Regions from separate parts of the Mus musculus genome. Here region 2 is linked to region 1. The links are chromatin contacts, called in public HiChIP or PLAC-seq maps. All regions are on one chromosome and are shown on one strand. The core of a region is the stretch at or near the end of the contact, and the rest is flanking DNA. Distances in the headings are between cores, read along the strand shown.

What was found. HiChIP or PLAC-seq counts read pairs in DNA pulled down with a chosen protein or histone mark.
Region 2: an HNF4G HiChIP or PLAC-seq map of pancreatic cancer cells shows a contact between it and region 1. The contact joins two enhancer-like sites. A contact is called at or near these places in 2 of 484 Hi-C or Micro-C datasets (embryonic stem cells and pro-B cells) and 3 of 115 datasets of contacts at active chromatin or transcription factors (embryonic stem cells and pancreatic cancer cells).

The regions. Positions count from the first base shown.
Region 1 is chr4:150,270,055-150,277,338 of GRCm38.p6, forward strand. No RefSeq gene overlaps it. Among named protein-coding and RNA genes, the nearest start is that of Rere, 8.2 kb to the right of the region's middle. Within about 2 kb of position 2,962, at least 157 of the 459 cell types and tissues checked have an H3K27ac peak or open chromatin away from gene starts, as enhancers often do. A contact at or near this core is called in pancreatic cancer cells, where this site is marked.
Region 2 is chr4:150,970,095-150,977,378 of GRCm38.p6, forward strand. It overlaps Gm30120 (a long non-coding RNA gene), which reads right to left. Exons shown (of 4, transcript XR_390979.2): 2 at 980-1,051. Among named protein-coding and RNA genes, the nearest start is that of Gm30120, 7.2 kb to the right of the region's middle. Within about 2 kb of position 3,322, at least 42 of the 459 cell types and tissues checked have an H3K27ac peak or open chromatin away from gene starts, as enhancers often do. A contact at or near this core is called in pancreatic cancer cells, where this site is marked.

The DNA of each region.
Region 1 (7,284 bases), core at 1,712-4,211:
ATCTCTTACTTTTTAGTGTTGTTTATTTTGGGTGGAGGTACGTGTGTGCAGGGGCTCATGTATGGAGGTCAGAGAACAACCTGTGGGAATTGGCTCTCTCTGACGTATGGGTCCCGGGAACGAACAAAGGTCTTCAGACTTGCTAGTCAGCACATTTACCCACTTGCTATCTCCCCAGTCCTCTTTTCTCTTCAAAAATGATTTATTATCTTATTTATTTCCTTTACTGCTCCCTCCCCCCCGCTTTTTTCGAAACAGGGTTTCTCTGTGTAGCCCTGGCTGTCCTGGAACTCACTCTGTAGACCAGGCTGTCCTCGAACTCAGAAATCCACCTGCCTCTGCTTCCCAAGTGCTGGGATTAAAGGCGTGTGCCACCATTGCCTGGCGAACCCTCTTTTTTACTTAATATTTTCAGGGGCTGGAGAATAGCTCAGCAGTTGAGAGTGTGTCCTGCTCTTGCAGAGGACTCAGTGGTTGATTCCTAGTACCCATGTGGGGTTGGTAGCTTCAGCTCCAGAGGCTTCTAAGGGACCTGCCTGATCTCCAAGGAGACCCTCACTCATACAGACATGGATGCATATTTATGCTTAAAAATAAAAATGAGTTAAAATGGTATCATTACAGAGCCAGGTGTGGTGGTGCACACCACTTGGGTAGCAGAGGCAGGTAGATCTCTAAATTCAAGGCCAGCCTGATCTACAGATTAGAGGTATCTCAAAACACTGGTAAGTACATTTGTTATTATGTTTATTGATTTATTAGTGAGGCATGGCTGTGGCAATTGGAGGACAGCTGGCAGCACCTTGTGAGCTCAGGGGGTCGACCTCAGGTTGCTCAGCTTGGGGACAAGCATCTTTTACTTGCCGAGATGTCTAGGTAGCCCCTCCCCCGTTTTTTTTTTTTTTTTTTTTTTTTTTTTTTTTTGGTTTTCTTTTTGTTTTGTTTTTTTGAGACAGGGTTTCTCTGTATAGCTCTGGCTGTCCTGGAACTCACTCTGTAGACCAGGCTGGCCTCGAACTCAGAAATCCACCTGCCTCTGCCTCCCAAGTGCTGGGATCAAAGGCGTGCACCACCACCGCCCGGCACCCCTCCCCCATTTTAAGAGAGGCCCTTACTATAGACCAGGCTGGCTTTGAGCCTACAGAGATCCACCTACCTCTACCCCCCACATACTGGGATTAAAATCACGCACCATCATGCCCAGTCCAAACAAACAAACAAACAAACAAACAAACAAAATGGTAAAAAGAATTATTATTGGTGATGGGGAGGCCAGGGCAGCTTGGGTACCATGGAGCTTGTGGAGATTGATTCCCTGTGGGCTCAGTTCTCCTCTCTCAGCATAAGGTAGGTTCTATGGATTGAATTCAAGTTGCCTGGCTTATGCAGCAAGCACCTTTCCCCGCCTGCTGAGGCTTCTTGCTTGCTGTATTTATTTATTTTGAGTTAGGGTCTTGTGGAGTCCAGGCTGGTCAGGAGTTTACTAAGTAGCCGAGGATGACCTTGAACCACGGTGGAGCACTAGAGTACTACCATGCCTGGTACAGGAGTGCTGGTGACTGAACCCAGCGCTTTGTGTGTGCTGGGTAAGCACCCTACCAACTGAGCTATGTTTCCAGGCCAGCATCCTGGTGCTCTTAACTGCTAAGCCATCTCTCCACCTTCTGTATCTACCTTTTTTTTTCTTTTGGTTTTTCAAGACAGGGTTTCTCTGTGTAGCCCTGGCTGTCCTGGAACTCACTCTGTGGACCAGGCTGGCCTCGAACTCAGAAATCTGCCTGCCTCTGTCTCCCAAGTGCTGGGATTAAAGGCATGGGATTAAACTACCATAAAGAATAATAATTTTAGCCCCTAGAGTCCCCACTGCTCTGCCTGGTCACCTTGTACTTTCTACCAATCTCTTACTGTCTTTTCTGTACACTTGTGCCCCCCCCCCTTCCTGCAAGTAAGTCAATAAAACCTGTGCCAGTCATGATGGCACACACTTTAATCTTAGCACTCAGGAGGCGGAGGCAGGCAGATAGATCCCTATGAGCGTGAGGCCAGCCTGGTCTACAGAGAAACTTCCAGGACAGCCAGGGCTACATGTGTGACCTTGTCTCAAAAAAATAAAGCCCTATAGGATTCCATGTCTTCTTTGCCCTCCTCCGGCACCAGGCACACAGTGGCAGAGACACGCATAAAAGCCAAACACCTACACACATCAAATAAATACAATTAAAAAAAAATGTAAGGGACTGTCTGGCTGCGGGCTCGGGGTCGGAGCATTTGCCTAGAAGGTTTGGGGCTCTGAGTTCACTCTCCAGTACCTCATGCACACCGCTGATGTGACACAATCATCCTTGGGACTGAGCAGAATGGAGGAGACTGGCCTAGATTTGACCATCCTGGACATTACAGCTCTTGTCTGGCAAAGCTGAGTTTTGGTGTTCTTCCCACATCAGAGAGTTGTTCTGCCCTGTCAGGTATTCAGTTAACTTCTGGGTTCCTTAAACATGATTTTAGAAAATCCTGTTAAGGAGGGAAGGCCCGTAAAGGCCCCTAAAGGCCCCTTTGTCTTGTTTGTTTGGCTTTTAGAGAAAGTACAGTTTGTGCAGTTATGAGCACCAATTATCATGCCCCTGTTATCCCTAGAAAACAACACCTTCAACCCAAGCAATCTACAGGATAGGGGGAAAATATTTATCTTTAAATGCAGCTTCCCCGAGGGTGGAATTCTCCCCCTCCCTGGCTCACTCAGTTAACAGTGGACAGCTGTTTCTAACAGGAAGCGTGGAATCGCACAGCTCCCCGAAACGGCAGGAAGACAGAGGGAGGAGGGTTCCTAATTATCAAACTTGGATCGGGGCCAAGACAATGAACCTCCTTGTCTCCGCCCCTCAGTTCTTTCACAGGTCCTAGGAGACTCTTAATAACCACAAGTGGTCAGGTGGACTTAGGTCTCATCTAGAAGGCATCCTCGTGACTTGAGTCAATGTGACTCAGGAGGAGAGCATCAGGCCACCCCAGCTGAGCATGCTGGCAAACAGACCGTAAAATAAAATTCAGCAGAGTGAAAGGCTGAACTGGGAACCTCAGCTGCTCTGCACAATCAGACACATACAAACAAAGGAAAGGGGTGTCTCATGCCTCTTCTAAAAAACATTTTATTCTTAGTTTTTTTAAGATAGGTTCCTATGTAATCCTGTGCCAACCTTCCACTCACTATGGTGGCTGAACTAATAATCTCCTTGCCTCCAAGTGCTGGAATCACGTGCATGCTCCACCATGCCCAGCTTACACTTATGATTTTGTTTTATGTGTGTGTGTGTGTGTGTGTGTGTATGTGTGTGTCTCTGTGTGTATTTGCTCACATGCCATGTTGTGGCACGTTTAGTGTATGGAGGTCAAAGGGTCCCTGTGGACGTAGGATCTCTCAGCCTCTGGATCCCAGGGTGGGTGGTGGTGGTGGTGGTGTGGAACCCTATTCCTTGGGCTTGGTAGCAAGTGCCTTTAAGGAACCCTCTCCCTAGCCCACATCTTCCTTTAGAAAAGCAATCTTACCTTTACTGCAAGCAAGCACAAGGAGCACCCATCTTTCCCTTGCAGTGCAGGGCAGGGGCAGGCTTTCAGGAGTCAGTCACTTGTCTGGCTTGCAAGCCAGAGGGACTAGAGAGGAAGGAATCAGGTGAAACCCCATTGTGGCTACATAGACAGAAGGCAAGTGGGCAGCCCTTGCCCCTGTTTCTTTTCTTTCTTCCTTTCTTTCTTTTTTTTTTTTTTTTTTTTAAAGATTTATTTATTTATCATATGTAAGTACACTGTAGCTGTCTTCAGACACTCCAGAAGAGGGCATCAGATCTCTGTTACAGGTGGTTGTGAGCCACCATGTGGTTGCTGGGATTTGAACTTCAGACCTTTGGAAGAGCAGTCGGGTGCACTTACCCCCTGAGCCATCTCACCAGCCCCTCTTTCTTTCTTTCTTTCTTTCTTTCTTTCTTTCTTTCTTTTTTTTTTTTTTTTTTGAGACAGGGTTTCTCTGTATAGCCCTGGCTATCCTGGAACTCACTCTGTAGACCAGGCTGGCCTCGAACTCAGAAATCCGCCTGCCTCTGCCTCCCAAGTGCTGGGATCAAAGGCGTGCGCCACCAGTGCCCCTTGCTCCTGTTTCAACCTGAAAAAGTGCAACGGAGGTGAGGAAAGCACATTATCGGCTTGGGTTTTCACCAATTCCGTCGGAAAGGCCCAGAAACAAGCTCCAGTATGTTGCAAGGCTTGCCGCGGAGTCGCTCTAGTTCTGCTTAAGGCGTTTTAGGGGAAAATAATTTACATGTTCCAAAGCTTGAGTACTTCTGGAAGATTAGGAAGGCTAGTTACCAGCCATATGTTCAAAGAACTTGCATTCTTTCTTTCTTTTTTAATTATAAAAATTATCCATGCTTGAGATGAAAAGGAAGGGGAAAAAAAAAAAACGAACAGAGCAGATTCTAATGAAGTCAGAAGTCAGTCCTCGGTCTGCGCTCACCACGTGTTCATTCCGTGCCCAGTGGGCTCGTTGGAAACATTCTGTGAGGACATTCTGAAACATGGACAGACTTGTCCTTTCAGGTTTATTTTCCCTGGGTAGTGTGTGTAGCAGGCATATGTGGAGGTCAGAGGACAGACAACCTCAGTTTTCCACTCACCATGTGGGCTTTGGGTGTAAGACTTTTTTTTTTTTTTTTGGTTTTTCGAGACAGGGTTTCTCTGTGTTGCCTTGGCTGTCCTGGAACTCACTCTGTAGACCAGGCTGGCCTCAAACTCAGAAATCTGCCTGCCTCTGCCTCCCAAGTGCTGGGATTAAAGGCGTGCACCACCACGCCCCGCTTTGTGTGTGTGTGTGTGTGTGTGTGTGTGTGTGTGTGTGTAAGACTTAAAGTAAGCACCTTAACCCTTAACCATTTCATAGCCGGGAGTGAGCTGCACTCCTGCCCTTCCTACGGATGGATTCGAAACTTGCTCTTTTAAAAAATGCAAATAGAAGCCAGGCATGGGGACATATGCTGTGGGGACATATGCTGTTAGCCCCAATGCTTGGGAGGCAGAGGCAGGTATTTAGCTGTGTGTCTGAGCCTGTCCTGTTCTGAATGGCAAGATCCAGGCCAGCCAGGACTACAGAGTGAAATCTCTTCTCAACAAACAATTTTTTTTTTTAATTAAAAAAGGAAAGAAAGAAAGAAAGAAAGAGAGAGAGAGAGAAAGAAAGAAAGAAAGAAAGAAAGAAAGAAAAAGAGAAAGAAAGAAAGAAAAAGGAAAGGGGCTGGAGAGATGGCTCAGCAGTTTAAGAGCACTGACTGGCCGGGCGTGGTGGTGCACTCCTTTAATCCCAGCACTCAGGAGGCAGAGGCAGGCAGATTTCTGAGTTCGAGGCTAGCCTGGTCTACAAAGTAAGTTCCAGGACAGCCAGGGCTATACAGAGAAACCCTGTCTCGAAAAACAAAACAAAACAAACAAACAAACAAACAAAGCACTGACTGCTCTTCCAGAGGTCCTGAGTTCAATTCCCAGCATCCACAACCATCTGTAATGAGATCAGATGCCCTCTTCTGGTGTGCCTTCAGACACACAGCTCCTCGAGCATGGTGGTAATGTTGGGATCTCATGGCGGCAGGAGCTTGCAGCAGCGGCCTGAGCTGCACCCACAGTCGGGAAGCAGAGAGAGATGGACACATGGCTGGTGCTCACTTTCTCTGTTTTATTCAGTTCAGCATCCCAGAAGATGGGATGATTGATGCTGACCACACTTTGGGCGGGTCTTCCCACCACAGTGAGCCTAATTTCAATAATCCCTCACAGGCAAAGCCAGGTTTCCTCCTAAGTGGTACTAGGGAGGCAGGGTTGATCACCAGGACATCACTAACACTGCATCTCTTTCAAAGCTGATGCTAGATCCTGTCAAGTGGATGATCGGATACTGACCATCATTCTCCTCCCTCCCTCCCTCTCTCCCTCCCTCCCTCCCTCTCTCCCTCCCTCCCTCCCTCCTTCCTTCCTTCTAATTTAGACAGGGTTTCCACATGTTGGCCCAGGCTGGTCTTAAGTTTGTGATCCTCCTATCTTAGCCTCCTGAGTGCTGGTATTACAGGTGTGTGCTACCACATTCGGCTTAAAATAAATGTTAGTGTGCATTCAAAACGGTGGGTTTCGTTATATTTTCTCTTTAAGAAATTATTTAATTTTGCCCATATGTGTGTGTGTGTGTGCCGGAGTTTATGTATGTGTACTGCATTCATGCAGGAGCTCTTGGAGGTCAGAAGAGGGTGCTCAGTCTCCTGGAACTGGAGTTATAGGCTGTACCGAGCTGCCATGCATGTGCTGAGAACTGAACCCTGGTCTTCTGCCAAAGCACTAAGTGTCCTCAGATCCTGGGCCTCCTCTGGAGTCCCTCATTCCGGCGCCTTCTTTCTTTCTCTTAAGAATTCTTTCAGATATATTTATTTTTATGTACATGGGTGTTTTGCCTACACATAATATGTGCACCACAGATATACTAGTGTCCCTGAGACTCAGAAGAGGGCGTCAGATACCCTGGAATTTGAGTTATGGATGATTGTGAACTGTCATGTGGGTGCCGGTAACTGGACCCAGGTCCTTTGCAAGAATGGATGATCTTAGCCACTGAGCTATCTCTCTGCCTTCTCATCATGACCATTTCTTTTCTTTTGTTTTTTTTTTAAGCTTTTATTTATTTATTTTTTATATATATGACGAGTACACTGTATCTGTCTTCAGAGACACCAGAAGAAGGCATCAGATCCCATTACAGATGGTTGTGAGCCACCATGTGGTTGCTGGGATTTGAACTCAGGACCTCTGGAAGAGCAGTCAGTGCTCTTAACCGCTGAGCCATCTCTCCAGCCCTAATCATGACATTTTTATACACGTTTCCTGTCTTTTGATTATATTTACCCAGCCCTCATCATATCCCCTGCCTTCTCACGTTCTTCCTGCTGGTCCCTTTCTTTCTTCTAAATACTCTCCTTTCTATTTCCATGTCATCTGTCTGTGTGTCTGTATGTGTGTAGGATCACACCTCTGATTTGATTTCTATATGTACAAAAGTAAATTTAAAGAGATGACTCTTGCCCGGCGTGGTGGAGCATGCCTTTAATCCCAGCACTCAGGAGGCAGAGGCAGGTCGATTTCTGAGTTCGAGGCCAGCCTGGTCTACAAAGTGAGTTCCAGGATAGCCAGGGCTACACAGAGAAATGCTGACTCAATAACCCAAAAAAAAAAAAAAAAAAAAAAAAAAAAAGAAAGAAAGAA
Region 2 (7,284 bases), core at 2,072-4,571, 700 kb after region 1:
ACTTGACTCCAGATCCAAGGGGATCCGACACCCTCTTCTGGCCTCCACAGCCTCCTCATACACACGTGGTGTACATAAACTCAAGCAGTCTCACAAACATACACATAAAGTAAAAGTAAATGAGTAAAAACTTATGTAGAGGGGTTGGAGAGATGGCTCAGTGGTTAAGAGCACAGGCTGCTCTTCCAGAGGTCCTGAGTTCAATTCCCAGCAACCACATGGTGGCTCACAACCATCTGTAATGGGATCCGATGCCCTCTTCTGGTGTGTCTGAAGACAGCTACAGTGCACTCATATACATTAAATACATCTTTAAAAAAAGAGAGAGAAGACGGGCGTGGTGTCGCACACCTTTAATCCCAGCACTTGGAAGGCAGAGGTAGGCAGATTTCTTAGTTCGAGGCCAGCCTGGTCTACAAAGTGAGTTCCAGGACAGCCGGGGCTATACAGAGAAACCCTGTCTTGACCCACCCCCCCCCCCAAAAAAAAAGAGAGAAAGAGAGATTCTGAAAAGCAGTTCAGAGTTCAGACCTTCAACAGATGATCCCCTGCTGTTGAGAAGCCTAAATTCATCCTGCAGTGTCTCAATCAATCAATCAATCAATCAATCAATTGTCAAGCATACCCTGGAGCACCAACACTATTTCTCAGTGACCTTGATCATTTTTCCTGTGATCTCTGAGTGTGCTACAGACTTAGCTCCTGTTTTTATCTTGTCTACATGATTATCCTTGTAGACGACTGCACAGAAAGACCTGGCTCTGCAAGAGAGCATGTTCCATCTAAGCATGGTGGTACACACCTATAATCTCAGCATTCAGGAGGTTAAGTCGGGAAGGTTGGGAGTGTGGGGCCAACCTGGGCTACACAGCAAGAACCTGTCTCTTTTGTTATTTTGTTGTTGTTGTTTAAGTAGGAGACAGGGTTGAAATGATGGCTTAGAAAATAAGAGCATTTGTTGCTCCTGAAGAGGACTCACCGAGAGCAGCTTACAGTGACTGTAATTCCAGCTCCAGGAGACTCGGCATCCTTTTCTGTTCTGGGTGGGCACCTGCACACACATGACATTGGATGAAAATAAATAAATAAAAAGGAAAAAAAAATAAAAGGACATGCCCGTTCCTACGTATGGTGGAGGGAAAATTTATTATAGACACCTGGGAGAGCATAGCCAGAGGCAGACACATCTGGGAGAGTCTAGAGGAGTGGTCTTGACCCTGAAGCACGTGGGGGGGGGCAGGGAGAGAGGAGAGCCAAGTACAGAGCCAGAAGCCAAAGGTGCAAAAGAGGCAGAGAGGGTAGGTAACTAAAATGTCTGGATTATATAGGGAACAGCCTCTGGGGGTTGTGGGCGGGACCATCCCTGGGCTGGTAGTCTTAGGTTTTATAAGAGAGCAGGTTGAGCAAGCCAGGGGAAGCAAGCCAGTAAGGAACATCCCTCCATGGCCTCTGCATCAGCTCCTGCTTCCTGACCTGCTTGAGTTCCAGTCCTGACTTCCTTTGGTGATAAAGAGCAGTGTGCAAAGTATAAGCTGAATAAGCCCTTTCCTCCCCAACTGCTTCTTGGTCATGATGTTTGTGCAGGAATAGAAACCCTGACTAAGACAAATTGGTACCAGAAGTGGGGTATTCCTGTGACAACCTGACCATCTTTTGGGGAGGATTGTGGAAGGACTTTGGAACTTTGGGCTAGCAGGTCCATTCAGTGTTAAGAGCTCTGTGGGATGTTGTGTAGGAGCTTGGAAGATAATGTTTCCAACAGTGCAGAAGATGGAGGCCTGGCTTGTGAAGTTTCAAAGGGAAGATTAAAGACTCTTTTCAGGACCATTGCTATTTTGATTGTGAAGATTCAGTGGTTCTGGTTAGCTGGGGCTGAAGAATCAGCTGTGATTAACAAGATACCAGAACTAGTAAAGTGAAACCTTTGCATTACTGGGACTATTGATGCTGGTTAGCTGGAGCTAAGAAATTAGCTGTGATTAAAAAGAGACCAGCATCATTGAGGTGACATCTTCTGGGAAATGTTTTCTGAAAGCACAAAGAGGCTGTGTTCCAGAGATAGCCAAGGTTTTAATTCGTGCTGCAGCAGGACTTGGTAATGTGAAAGAGTCACCCAGGTGGTACTGGTTTTGAAGGCACGAAGGGGTCATGAAGAGTGGCTGAGGCTTGGCACTGTGAGAGGCCATGGAAGGCCATTGGTGAAGGTGCAGCTTCAGTTGGAATTGATGGCCCAAGACTGAAGGGGTCATGCAGTGTATTGAAGATGCCAGTACCATGAGATGACCACCAAGAACAGCAGCAGCAATGGAGTACAGGCAGCTGGAGCCTAGAAGACAAAGTGTGTGCTACAAAGGACAGGGCTGGAGAAGTGACCCAAGCCCTTGGAGGAGCCCAGAAGATCGTGAGTTGGATCCTAGACATTGGGCAGTTGGCATTTAATTTTTGCTCTTGATTGTGACTGTGTCCTGATGGTTTTTCCTCTCGAAGGAAGTATTTTAGTGGAGCCCACAGTTAAGAGACTTTTAATTGTAAAAATTTTAAGAATTTGCAAAGACTGTGGGACTTTTAAAGTTATTTAGACCTTGGGGATGAATAAGAATGTAAGGGTTGAGGCTTACTAATGATGTGTTTGTGTGTCAAGTTGACAAGGGGCCAATTGTACTGGCTAGTTTTGTGTCAACTTGACACAAGCTGGAGTTATCACAGAGAAAGGAGCCTCCCTTGAGGAAATGCCTCCATGAGATCCAGCTGTAAGGCATTTCCTCAGTTAGTAATCTAGGGGGAAAGGCCCCTTGTGGGTGTGACCATCCCTGGGCTGGTAGTCTCAGGTTCTATAAGAGAGCAGGCTGAGTAAGCCAGGGGAAGCAAGCCAGTAAGAAACATCCCTCCATGGCCTCTGCATCAGCTCCTACTTCCTGACCTGCTTGAGTTCCAGTCCTGACTTTCTTTGGTGATAAACAGCAATGTGCAAAGTATAAGCTGAATAAACCCATTCCTCCCCAACTGCTTCTTGGTCATGGTGTTTGTGCAGGAATAGAAACCCTGACTAAGACAATGCCTTACAGATGGATCTCATGGAGGCATCTCTTCAAAGGAGGCTCCTTTCTCTGTGATAACTCAGCTTGTGTCAAGTTGACACTCAAAATCATATGTGAGGTCTACCCTTCTATCAAGATTTTGGTTTGTTTGAGACAAGGTCACCAGGGTGGCTCCTGCAGAAGGCAGAGATCATGCCATAGGGATGAGGCCCAGACACAGCAGGATGGAAGTGAGGCTGCTGGCATCTTCTGGTACAAACCAGGATGCCAACCGTGCTCCGGAATGAGCAAGAGCCATGACTCACCGGTGACACGTCAGAGGCTGAGCCCAAACGTGGGTGCAGCACATTTGGAGAGTCAGGGCAAGTGGGGCAGGAGGGCAACAGAACCATCTTGGAGCTGTGCCAATTACCGGCTTTGGCATCCGTGGGGTGGGTAAACTGAGGCAGGCAGGCAAGGGGTCAGTGCTAAGAGCAGATGCCAGAACTAGTCTAGAAACTGACGGGGGCTGCTCCCTATGGCAGCCAGCAGTTAGAGAAATTACTCAGCAGACTTTTCTCTGAGGGAACAAAGCTTGATTCACTGAGCTGGCACTCCCTGTGGTCAGTGAGAGACTCTGAACTTTTTTCTTTTTTTCTTTCTTTCTTTCCTTTTTTTTTGTTTTTTTGTTTTGTTTTGTTTTTTGGTTTTTCAAGACAGGGTTTCTCTGTGTAGCCCTGACTGTCCTGGAACTCACTCTGTAGACCAGGCTGGCCTTGAACTCAAAAATCCACCTGCCTCTGCCTCCCAAGTGCTGGGATTAAAGGCCTGTGCCACCACTGCCCAGCTTAGACTCTGAATTCTTTTAACTGCTTGAGGTCTTTGAGAAAGAGAAGGAAAGAGAGAAAATTCATACCACACATGCACATAATACACACTGAGTAAATGAAACAAAAGGCAGAATAACTTCATATGTACAAATTCATACATGCATGCATACATACATACACATATTCACACATAGAATGGATGGAGCAAAGGTCCAACAAGCAAATTCCAAGCATTTCACAATACACATATGTACATACAGACATACACACAGTTGGTTGATGGGAGCAAGCTCCAGTATGCACCCAAACAAGCTTTACACACACACACACACACACACACACACACACACACACACACACACACACCTGATGGATGAAACAGAATTCCAGTACATTCCCACACAAACTTTACACAAATACTTACACATACATGTATACATATAGACTTGGAGGGTAGAAGGAACGAAGTTCCAACATACTCCCACACAAACTTTGCATATATACATACATACACATACATGTATACACACATACATATAGTTGATGGATGGAAGGAACAATGTTCCAACAACTTTATTCTGTCTCCCACGGTTTATACATCGCAACGAAACCTGCCAAGCAGTATAAAGTTACAATGTGATTGTGTTCTATTTTTCTTCTAGTGAATGACTATGAAAAAAACCAGTGTGTTCTTCAATACTTTTACAAGAAATAACATTATGTACTACAGGTTAAGAAAACAAATTATTGCCCAGAACCCACATACATTCATAACCAAGGAACTTGTAAGAGATTAACAATCTGTGAGCAGGTGAGGTAATTTTCTCAGCCAGTTTCTATTACTGGCAGGTTACAAAGAAAGGATCAATTATTTTTATTATTTATCTTTAAAAGTAATCTTATAAAAATCTTAAAAGAATCACAAATGTAAGCTTTTACATAAAAATCAATCACATGTATTTTAAATCTTCAGAATACATATCTACTCGTCAGCAATTCTTACTAAATCACATCAGGAAGCTGAGGGCAAAATGGGCACAAGAAATCAATTGTCACCGGTCCAGCCTCAGTGAGAGTCACGCCAGCCAGTGCTGCCATTGTTCTTGTTCCCTGATCATAAAGGTCCTAGCTTAACTAATAAGAACGTGCATTTCTGAACTTCAAATTGCCCCCTAAGGTTTTCTACATCAGAAGCAGTAGCAAAAACATCTTAGCCTAGCTTCATTAACAACTTTACTTTTCCAAATGTTTTCTAAGGGTGGTGGTTAGAGTTGACAATCTACACCTCTAAGTTCTTTCCAAGGGTGGTGATTGAATCATTAATCTGCTCCAGCAGCAATGCCAGGAAGAGGTCAAGCAGTTGTGAGTGCCAGAGAGACTGCCCAGTGAGGGGCTGGAAGGCCCTTAGAGTTTTCACACGGTTCTCAGCTTAAGAGGGAAGTGAGAGCAGAGCAAACTCCATAACAGCATGAATCTCTCAGGACACACAGTTCTCAACCTTTACACTGCAACCCTGAAGTGGCTTCATTTTAAAAGAATGATCACTGACCTAAGTTCACTTCTAATGGGTTTTAAATTCTAGGTGTGTGTATGTGTGTGTCTATGTATGTGTCTGTATGTGTATGTCTGTCTATATGTGTATGTGGGCATGAATGTATATATGTGTGTGTGTATGTCTATGTGTTTCTGTGTGTGTATGTGTGTATATGTATGTATGTATGTATGTATGTATATGTGTGTATATATGTGTATGTGGGTATGCATGTATATGTGTGTGCGTATGTCTATGTGTTTCTGTGTGTGTATGTATGTATGTATGTATATGTGTGTATATATGTGTATGTGGGTATGCATGTATATATGTGTGTGTATGTCTGTTTATGTGTTTATGTGTGTGTATGTGTGTGTATGTATGTGTGTCTGTGTGTGTCTGTAGGTGTATGTATATGTGTATATGTGTGTATATATGTGTATGTGGGTATGCATGTATATATGTGTGTATATATGTCTGTTTATGTGTTTCTGTGTGTATGTATGTCTGTTTATGTGTTTCTGTGTGTATGTATGTCTGTTTATGTGTTTCTGTGTGTGTATGTATGTGTGTATGTATGTGTATGTATGCATGTGTATATGTATGTATGTGTGTATGTATGTATGTATGTATGTATGTGTGTGTATGTGTGTGTGTGCATAGTCATGCTAGAATTAGAACCCACGGTCTTCTCTATGCTAGGCAAGCACTCTATTACTGAGATGCATCTCCAGTCTCAGCTGCAATGGCACGCATGCACACACACAGATGCACTCATGCACATATATAAGGGGTGTGTGTGCAGAGACTGATGTAGTACAGGCTGGTCTTGAAGTTGCTATTTAACTGAGATGCCCTTGAACTTCTGATCTTCCTGCCTTTACCTCCCTAGTGCTGGGATCACAGCCTGCACCAGCATACCTAGTTCTTGTAGTTGTGCGAACGGAACCCAGGGCTTCATACATGCTGGGCAAATACTGTGCCAACAGAGCCCACAGCCTCAGGCCCACACTCGTTTTTACTGTGGTGTTCTGTGGCTGCAGACCTGCAAGCGGTTACCATTGTCATCCAGCAGAGGGGTCACCACCTCTGCTTGAATTCTGCTCAGCCTCCATTCACACACGTTTGTCTGCCTCCATGTGTCACACCAGAGTCCTTTGGCTACCACATTGTAAGGTGTCCCTTGGATGGAAGACTGCTTCTGGGTACCTCAGATGGAAAGGCCCTCCAGTGACTTAATTCTGTCTTGGAACTTCTTAAGAATGGTATGAAACTGTGAAATTGAAACTTTGGGGTTCTTTGGAAAGTCAGTTGGATGGTGCTTTGCTGGGGCAAACACGTGAAGGAACAGTTAGCTGAAGCAGACACAGGTGAAAGGATGTTCTGCTAAAGTAAGCCTGTGAAAGGACAGGTGATGAAGGATTCTTTCTTAATGGCATAAATGTATTGATCCACCTTACATTTGGTTAATTAAGCTGCATTTGTCAGGACTCCATAGACAGAAATGCACCAAAAAAAACTTCTGGTGGTGTGCTGCAGTTTCTTGCTGCTTCCCCAGACTCCAGCTGACTAGCAGAGTGATGTCAGCCGAGACAGTGCTTGTGCTGAGGCAAGACACGTGAAGGACACATGATGTTTGGAGGGCACGTAAACAGGACTCGACAGACAGGGACGGAGGCTGAGCTAGGCTTGCTCATAGAGCTAGCTGTGCAACACTTGTGGATCTCGAGTTTTCTCTGATCTTTGCTTCCCTGGAAGAGGCACAGCCAAGAACTTTTCCTGGCATTCCTCCTGGTCCTTCCTGTTGACTCTGAGGCCTGGCTGTCTCTGCTAGGTCGTGTCACCTCTGCTGATTCCTGTTTGCTCGCCTGACTCTACTGAACTGGGCTGCTGATGTATCTATCCG